Regions from separate parts of the Hordeum vulgare genome. Here regions 1 and 2 are each linked to region 3. The links are chromatin contacts, called in public Hi-C maps. All regions are on one chromosome and are shown on one strand. The core of a region is the stretch at or near the end of the contact, and the rest is flanking DNA. Distances in the headings are between cores, read along the strand shown.

What was found. Hi-C and Micro-C count contacts between places; a contact is called where the count stands out from the background.
Region 1: a contact with region 3 is called in a Hi-C map of seedling, with 2.8 times the contacts expected there. The contact joins the enhancer-like site here to the promoter of LOC123413286 in region 3. A contact is called at or near these places in 1 of 6 Hi-C or Micro-C datasets (seedling) and 1 of 1 datasets of contacts at active chromatin or transcription factors (embryo).
Region 2: a contact with region 3 is called in a Hi-C map of seedling, with 4 times the contacts expected there. The contact joins the promoter of LOC123411388 here to the promoter of LOC123413286 in region 3. A contact is called at or near these places in 2 of 6 Hi-C or Micro-C datasets (leaf and seedling).

Annotation. Positions count from the first base shown.
Region 1 is chr7H:469,045,145-469,048,184 of MorexV3_pseudomolecules_assembly, reverse strand. No RefSeq gene overlaps it. Among protein-coding and RNA genes, the nearest start is that of LOC123413286, 260 kb to the left of the region's middle. Within about 2 kb of position 1,729, at least 2 of the 3 cell types and tissues checked have open chromatin away from gene starts, as enhancers often do. A contact at or near this core is called in seedling, where this site is marked.
Region 2 is chr7H:469,756,979-469,759,931 of MorexV3_pseudomolecules_assembly, reverse strand. It overlaps LOC123411388, which reads right to left and starts at 1,278. Exons shown (of 2, transcript XM_045104327.1): 1 at 1,086-1,278.
Region 3 is chr7H:469,301,665-469,304,910 of MorexV3_pseudomolecules_assembly, reverse strand. It overlaps LOC123413286 (receptor-like protein kinase HERK 1), which reads right to left and starts at 1,767. Exons shown (of 2, transcript XM_045106226.1): 1 at 1,352-1,767; 2 at 1-373. The coding sequence starts at 1,387.

The DNA of each region.
Region 1 (3,040 bases), core at 480-2,979, 260 kb after region 3:
CCCACTACCATTCCGTCAAGGAATCACTAACAATGGATCACAGCTCCACCAGATATGAGGCTCTAAACAGGGCATGAAAATAACAATGCAACACTTAGGGAAATAAAATATACATGGAGAGGGGTCCACTTGGCAATGGCTCTCTCTTAGGATGACATGTGGGTCCTTTGGACCCACTCTCACACACACACACACTACTCTACATGTGCTACAGCCTCTCAGACATACACACATACACATACACATGGAAAACAAAATACAAAGAAAAGGTGCCAAGGGGGGGGGGGCGAACCCACCACTTCCCTGGTAGAACTAACCTACTCCACCACTGGGCTATCATCTCAGTGCTGCACTATAGGGAGAACCACAGGAAGTAAGGTGTCTCTGTTGATAATGCACAGGAAAATTAAATCAATCAACAAAAGGGGTCCACTTGGCAATGGCTCTCTCTTAGGATGACATGTGGGTCCTTTGGACCCACTCTCACACACACACACACTACTCTACATGTGCTACAGCCTCTCAGACATACACACATACACATACACATGGAAAACAAAATACAAAGAAAAGGTGCCAAGGGGGGGGCGAACCCACCACTTCCCTGGTAGAACTAACCTACTCCACCACTGGGCTATCATCTCAGTGCTGCACTATAGGGAGAACCACAGGAAGTAAGGTGTCTCTATTGATAATGCACAGGAAAATTAAATCAATCAACAAAAGGGGTCCACTTGGCAATGGCTCTCTCTTAGGATGACATGTGGGTCCTTTGGACCCACTCTCACACACACACACACTACTCTACATGTGCTACAGCCTCTCAGACATACACACATACACATACACATGGAAAACAAAATACAAAGAAAAGGTGCCAAGGGGGGGCGAACCCACCACTTCCCTGGTAGAACTAACCTACTCCACCACTGGGCTATCATCTCAGTGCTGCACTATAGGGAGAACCACAGGAAGTAAGGTGTCTCTGTTGATAATGCACAGGAAAATTAAATCAATCAACAAAAGGGGTCCACTTGGCAATGGCTCTCTCTTAGGATGACATGTGGGTCCTTTGGACCCACTCTCACACACACACACACTACTCTACATGTGCTACAGCCTCTCAGACATACACACATACACATACACATACACATGGAAAACAAAATACAAAGAAAAGGTGCCAAGGGGGGGGCGAACCTACCACTTCCCTGGTAGAACTAACCTACTCCACCACTGGGCTATCATCTCAGTGCTGCACTATAGGGAGAACCACAGGAAGTAAGGTGTCTCTGTTGATAATGCACAGGAAAATTAAATCAATCAACAAAAGGGGTCCACTTGGCAATGGCTCTCTCTTAGGATGACATGTGGGTCCTTTGGACCCACTCTCACACACACACACACTACTCTACATGTGCTACAGCCTCTCAGACATACACACATACACATACACATACACATGGAAAACAAAATACAAAGAAAAGGTGCCAAGGGGGGGGCGAACCCACCACTTCCCTGGTAGAACTAACCTACTCCACCACTGGGCTATCATCTCAGTGCTGCACTATGGGGAGAACCACAGGAAGTAAGGTGTCATAATGCACAGGAAAATTAAATCAATCAACAAAAGGGACGCCAGGGGGATTCGAACACACACCCTCCTGGCGGAGGCGCGGGGCTGGCGCCACTGGGCTAGCGCGGGGAAGTCTGAACAAAAGGAGGTTCTGCTCCCCATATGCCGAGGCCACGGATCTTCTTCTACCTCCAGCCGAATCAGCAGAGGAGAAGGCCTCCACTCCGGCGAGCGGGGAGGCGGCAACGGCGTCGAGCATCTACCGGCAGGGGAAGCGGGATGCTTGGGGAATCCATTCCCATTACTAACGCGGCGGGAGATGGACCACAATGACGGTGCTACGGGGTTGTTGTGACTGGCCACGCGGAGCTCAACGCCGGCGACAATCCGGCGCTCAGGTTGGTCCTAGCGTGGGGAAAGAAGAGGGGAACGCGGCGCTCACCCTGGGGGACTCGGAGTCGCTCTTGCTGTCGAGAAGAGTAAGAAGAGGCGAGGGCGACGACGGCATCACTTCTCCCTTCCGTCTCCTGTCGAGGTCGATGAGGAGGGGCCGACGGAGGAGGAGATTTGCCCTCCTAACGCCGGGAACGGGACGAGGGAGGATCCAGCATCCTCCCCACATGCTTGGACTCGACGGGCAAGGACCGGCGACGAGGGGAGGGACAGCGTCGGCGACGAACTCTCTCTCTGAACCACTATCCTTTCTCTGAAACTCTCCCTGGATCTCTTACCTGCAGAGGGGGACGAAGGATGAAGAAGGGTTGGCGGCGCGATGAAGGATAGGAGGGAAACCCTACCAGGGCACGCACGTCGAGGGGCCTAAATAGGCGCGACGGGACGGCTGACAGCGTGTGCGGCCTCTCTTTCTCTCTCGCTGGCTGACAGAAAGCAGGGGAAGGAGGGAACGGCGTGAGGAGGAGGAAGAAAGGAAAGTGAGGTGGGCTATAGCGCCAGAGAAGCAATGGGCATAGCCCACTCATCTGCCTCCCCCTCTTTCTAAATAAAGTAGGTTTTCCTTTTTCAAATCAATTTTTGGAATAAAAGAGAGAGGTAAAACAGAATAAAGGAGAGAAAAGAAAATATAAATACGAGTCTCTAAAATGCTGCTCCTATTTATAAAAATAGAGGAGGCATTTTTAGAGCAAGTAAATTAATTGTTTTTTTATTAAATAAGCCCGTGTTTAATCAAAACAAAAAGGGAAATTATTTCAAATCAGTGATGTTTGACATCCACATATATTTGAAAGAACTTGCAAACAAGATGAGCATTTTTAAAACCCCAAAACAGCAACTGATTATATCTCAAAATATATAAGGGAGAGGGGGTTTTGGGCTATGGTTCAACTAAGATTTTGAGGTCATAGTTGCACCCACACCACACTCCACAAGAACATCACTAGCGACATGAATTCTCAGCACCAAGGTAGACAAGAAGAAGGCTAAAACAAAATTGATATGATGCAT
Region 2 (2,953 bases), core at 29-2,528, 460 kb before region 3:
AACAGGAAGAACTACTGAGACAGCTTTCATTTGTACAGTAATTGGCACTCTAACAAGCATGAACCTGAACAATCACTTACCTCACAAGGTCTGTTTACTTGTTAGCAACTTCATAGTGAAAAATAGAATTGGAACTTGTCAGCAACAAGGATGCAATGAAAGGGAAATCTAAATAACATGCTGTTCTGAAGCTTCACATGGTCCATGTGTGAGATTTGTTGGTTGAACTTTTTAAGATAAAATGCAGCAAACAAGGCCCCAGCTTAATCTCTTCATGTTTTCCCATACGCTACATATGGAAAAGAGCAGTTCCCTTTCGATAGAGCAAATGTAAGTTGAAAGAGAAAACCTATATAGACCGCTCCACTGAAGTGTTTGAATGACACGTGATGCAATTTATTGTATCACTGGCAATTGGCACGATTGCTCGTGCAGTCGTTCACACAGAACATGATTAGATATTTGGGAGCTTGCAAATTTATTATTCACGTTGGACCCTTGCACCGCCCCCTTGCGGTTAATGCTAGTATGAAAATTTGAAACCCGATGCAATTGCAAGTGGTGAATCATTAATTGGACCCCTTCCCTGTGATGCAGTGCTTCATGGATCATACGGTACAATATAACCAGAAATTGTGTCCTTCCTCCCGTCCCGTGAGCATTCATTCAGAGACGGGGAGACTCTACACCATTGTGATTGGAATCGAAGGCATACAATCCAAGAGCAAGTGCCATGATTTCTAAGCTAATATGGTCAAACTGAGAATTTGGTTCCTAAGCTTGTTTACCTGTGTATTAGGGTATAATGTAAAAGAAACGTGTACAGGCACATAGTAAATCCAATTTGGTCCCCAAATCCCTTCTGAAAATGGTCCTTATAAACACCCAAAATGCTGTGGGAATGTACATGGACGGATACACCGTTGGATGCAACATCACAACCCGCTCGTTACCACAGCCCTGCCTACGCTACGGATGGGAAGTGAGAGCAGCCGCTCTCAAAGAAAAGATATCCTTCTGGGCTGGATTCGGTTCGGTTCGGTTCTTCACCGCAAAAGGTTGGAGCAAAATTAGGGCTTCCTTACCGACAGAGGGAGGAGGAGTCGCGGGAGCCGGTCCAGATCCAGTAGAGAGACGGACAGAGATTTGCTCCGCTTGGAGGCTTGCTCCGTTGGGTTCAGGCGGAGAAGAAGGAGCCGGACGGCGGCGACGCGGTGTGGGGAGGGCAGGAACCAGACCAAAGGGGAAATGGGTTTGGATTGGTGCGTCCTGTGTGCTGGGCTGGGCTGGGCTCGGCTGGTTGGACCTCGACATGTACTGGTGTGGTGGGCATCAGCAACCCAACAAAGCGACCGCCTTCTTTTTTTTCTTTTCTTCCGTTCATCCTTTTTCTTAAAAAATTAGGACAATGTCTATGCGTTTCAACGGATATAAATATCGCTCTAACTAAGGATAGTAAAACTGCACCATATCCCAGCCTTCTCACACATCCTTGTTTTTTGGCCGTCAGATCATGTGTCCTGATCGTTTCTAACCATACGATTACCACCCATTCTCGTGATTAACAACTAAGTGGGTCTACTGTCCTCGGGCAGCTACTCCCATAGCAAAATCGGTGGCTTCTCGTTAATTTGGATCCTTGCACCACACAAAGCCCACCATCGAAATACCCAACCCAGACAAACCCTGATTTCTTTCTTCTTCTCCGTGGATCCCCTCATCTCTCGAGTCCCACATCGATCGCCGCCGCCACCACCGTCGCCACCGTCCCCACATACCGGCGACCCTGATCCCGGAGTCGGTCCTCTCCCCAGCACAGTCGCTCCCACTCCCACCCCTCCCCTCACATTGTATTGTATAGTTGGTATTTTGGTTGTGGTGGAGAAAGGAAGGAAGGAGAATCGCCTTCGGACTACTTGAACCCTTTGTGTCGCACCTCAGGGCCGCCCAGGACCATATGCCCAATGGAGGTCGTATCATCCTTATCTTGCCGGATCTAGAGGCCAGCACACCCTGGTTCACCAAGGGCAGGTTCGTCGTCTCGTGTCTCTTTACCAGCTTCCCACGCCGACGGCGGCGTCAATTCTTTTTACATGGATGCTTCTTTATTGCAGCGTCCGTTTCGTAAGCATGCCGAAGGTCCTGGAGCGGGTGACAACCATACAGTCCGAGATACTGCAGCTCGAGGATGTTGCGCCGTCCAAAGCAATGAAAATCATAGATTGAAATCTGCAAGTGGATGATATATTGTAACATGTAAAGTAATGTGTACCTGTTGAGAGAGATAATAGCAGAATGGTGACACATGTTTCTGTTTGGGATTTGCTAGGCTGAACTAGGGCACAATGTGAAAATGGTGGACCCTGTGGAAGGTACAATACTGTCGATTACATTTCTGAATGTTGTGTTGGATAATAATAATATCTATGAAGAAATCTTCAGCAATGCTTATTCGTAACTGAAAATCCTATTCAGATTGTGCAATAGATTCTCTTCTCCTCTGGACATTGATGTCACTCCTCCAAGGGAACCAGACAATCCTCTTCATACAACTTTCCAAGCTTTCTTTCTCTCAGTATTCCACTCACCCCCGTAAGTTCAATCCAAGAATTTTCTCCTGAACTAATACTGCCAGTTGCATGTCAAAACGTTGTGATATTAAGTGAAGGAAATATTTATGGGGGAAACAAATGTTGACGTATTGGTAGATCTTTCTCACACTTTTGGAATGGTCTCAATTTATTAATATAGTTAATTGGCTGTTGAAAAGTATAATGAAGGTCTGTTCAGCTTTAGTAACATCATGCCATCATCCTCATAGCTGTGTTTTGGTCTTGTGTTTAGTTATATTCTTTTCATTTTACTTGCACGGAAACAACTAACTAGACAAAACCAGGAATAGTGTCTTAGTGGTCATATTTAGTGTCTTCCACAATAAAATGCTCAGAATACA
Region 3 (3,246 bases), core at 518-3,017:
GGTAGATGAAGGGGTAGAAGTAGAGACGAACAAAATGCCGCCCCTGCTTCTGGATAGGAAAAGTATAGGATGACGGGCTCGTGAAGATGCGGGCGGTCTGGTAAAGCACCGGGTTGTCGAACGAAGACACCCCGTTGGCCGAGGTGCCGGCAAGGATATCTTGGGAGGTGGACACGGTCACCGGAGATGCCCCATCGGCAGCGAAGTTCCTCCCGAGAACCGTGGTGCCCTTGGCAGACCCACAGTCAACCAGGTAGCTGTCGGCAGGCTTGAAATCCACTGTTTGTGCTTTGCAGACCCCAGCAGATGACCAGAAACACAAGATCGCCAAAGTCACCACATGCAGCTTCCTCCTCCCCGTCATAATGTTGACCTGAGTTACAAAAAAAATGTGCACAATGTTTGAGATGGCATGTACAATTTCAAGCTATTATCCTCTAATAAGCTTATCAAAGATGGATGCAGAAACATTCAGGAATTAGTAAAGCACAAGGACACTGGCAACTACAATTATCTAGGTACAGAGGAAGTATAACGGATAGTAAGGCAAGAACATCAGATATACAGAACAGCGCCAAAAGAGGCATCCACTCGCATGCCGAACCGAACTAGTCCTAAGCCCATGGGATCACACCATAGGACCCCCACTGAGATCAGGACGAAGCAATTAAAAAAAAAAGGCAAACCGAACCCTAACTATGGAGGCGTTCTTCACACTTCCCAGAATGAAGAACTGGATTTGTTTGCTCACAGCGAGAAAGACCAAGACCAACGGGGGTTCGTTAACAAGAAGACATCAGTCTAGGTGGGAATAGTATCTCCCCAATGCTGGATGGTAGCCTCGAGGCGTGCTGGGCGGCGCCAGCCAAGACAGGGGGTACGTAAGTGCTCGGCGGCGCCGATTTGGGAGAAGATGACGGTGTGAGAGGTTGAGAGGAGGTATGGACCAGACCACCGTTGCTGCTTGATGTTGGCAACAAGCGCCGAATTTATTCTACTCCGTATAAAATAATGAGGAATATGTGAATATTCAGAGTTTCTGCTCCATATATTTTCCTTTTTACCTACTACGACTAGGAGATTGCATCTTGCATTCTACTATCTCGTTACTCTTCCATTTGTGAGGTTGAAGGCATTTCCATGGCCAGCTTCAAATCAGAGCGAAAAGAGCAGCACTCCTACAGATTTTCCTTTCCTAATACGGAGTAGATGGTAAAAAAAAACCACACCGCTATTAATCCGGAGGGGAAAGAAAGAAGAAACAGCAACAGAAATGAAGAAGGCCGACAAGAACAGCACGCTCGTGAAAACACACAAGAAAGAAGAAGCTGGATCCGCGAGACGCACGCACCTGCCCCGGTCCACCGGAGCGCCCCGCGGCGGGCATTCGCCGAGATCCGGCCGAGATCGACGCCCCTCCGCCGCCAACCGCTCCCACAGCCTCCGGGGTCCGAGCAGCCCCGAGCCGGGCCAGCAAATGCTCCGGAGAAGCGCCTCAAGAAGAGGCAGAGCCCACCACCGTCACCGCCGTCCGGAGCGAGCCGGCAAGGAAAGGGGGGAGATAAAGGTGGCTTTTTTCTTGGACCTGGAGCAGTTTTCAGCTTTACGGAGCAAGAAAACGCTAGGCTGGAGAGAGGGAGGGAGAGAGAGACGGGAGTTAAGGCGAGGGGAGGGAGGTGAGCTGCCACCTTGTTGGGAAGGAATAATAACAGCTAGGTTCGATTCAGCAAAGACTGAGCTGACAGAGACGGTGCTGATGAGCTTGATTTAGTTTAAGTAGGACTACTAGTTTAGTTTAGTTTAGTTCAGTTATATGCGGAAGCTCTCCAGTCTGATTATTGCGTCCATCGCGGCTGGTGTTCGGCGGTGGCTGAATTTGGGGAATCATGCACATGCACATGCACATGGCCAGCCCGAACCTAATCCTAACCTAACCGTGTTACTATTTGGCGCAAAGCCGAAGCCCTGCTTTCTCCCTGCACTTACATGAGTTGAGGGATGCAACGGGAACACAACACAACCAGCGGTGAGGGAACAGTGGCTTGCACGGTAAGCCGTCCACATGACATGCCTGGAAAAGTGTGTCATATGATCATATCTTTTCTCGACCCCAAGAAGCGATCGCGCCTTTGGGTCCTCTTTGACAAACGAAACACAGCACATTTCTTCTTCTTTTTTCGGAAAAGAAATCGCTGCCGTAAGTAGAATCGCTTCTGTTCGTGGAGGGAGGGAGGGAGAGTGGTGCGCCACTGAATGAAGAGAGCGTGTGGTGGTGGGGGGGGGGGGGGGGGGGGCGGAAGCGTTCTGGACTGACTCCACAAAACGAAATCGGTATTTTCATCGATGCGTTCGTTTGACCACCATACCACGCGTGCATGCCCCCATCCCCCTGTTCAACGCATTTTCAGTTCCTGCCTGGTATTTGTGCTCCTCACGTCTCACGACAAAAAACGAGATGAATCAAATGGTAATGCTGTGCTCTATTTTATTTTAGTTTATTTTATTTTAGTTTGAATGTTTATTTTCTCTTCCACGTAACCTAATGAAAGTTTGTAGCAAGAAAAGGAAGAGAGAGGCGTTTTGGAGGCCTAGCTCCATGAAGGCCTTTATTTTTGAAAAATTTAAATTCAATTTTTTATGGTTTAAAAAATTTCTGAAAAAAATATGCATGTATGTAAGGATGTAACCCACATGTATGTAAAAATTCATGATGAAATACCTTGAGTTGCAACCTGTATGAAAAAGACAAATTTATGGCATCGGAGGATGAATAGTATCATGTGTTAAACAACCCTAGATTTATCTTTTTTGCATAGCCCTCATTTCAATGTATTTTAAACTGAAAATTTACACACATGTATGTTGTATCTTCATGTATATCTGTATTTTTTTCAGATTTTTTAAAATGTAAAAATATGAATTTTGATAAAGTTTCAAAGTTGAATTTGGAGGCCTCATTGGAGGCCCAGCTCCAAAAGGGATTTCCGGAAAAGGAACCAATACCTTTAGGGATGGACTAAGAAGCGCGACCAGTACTCAACAATCAAAACATTTTAATTCCCCTGTTAAACATGGTTCCAACATCCTTGAAGGGAGATCATTCGTGAGCAGAGGCAACAAGAGTGGAGCCACAAAGAAGCTATTTTGTGGCTGCTTGCTGGATGATTCTCTTCTTTTATAGTTGTGCTGGCTGATGTCTTTTTGGGTGTGTTTTCGGTGGTGCACCTTTATGATGTTTGCGATTCA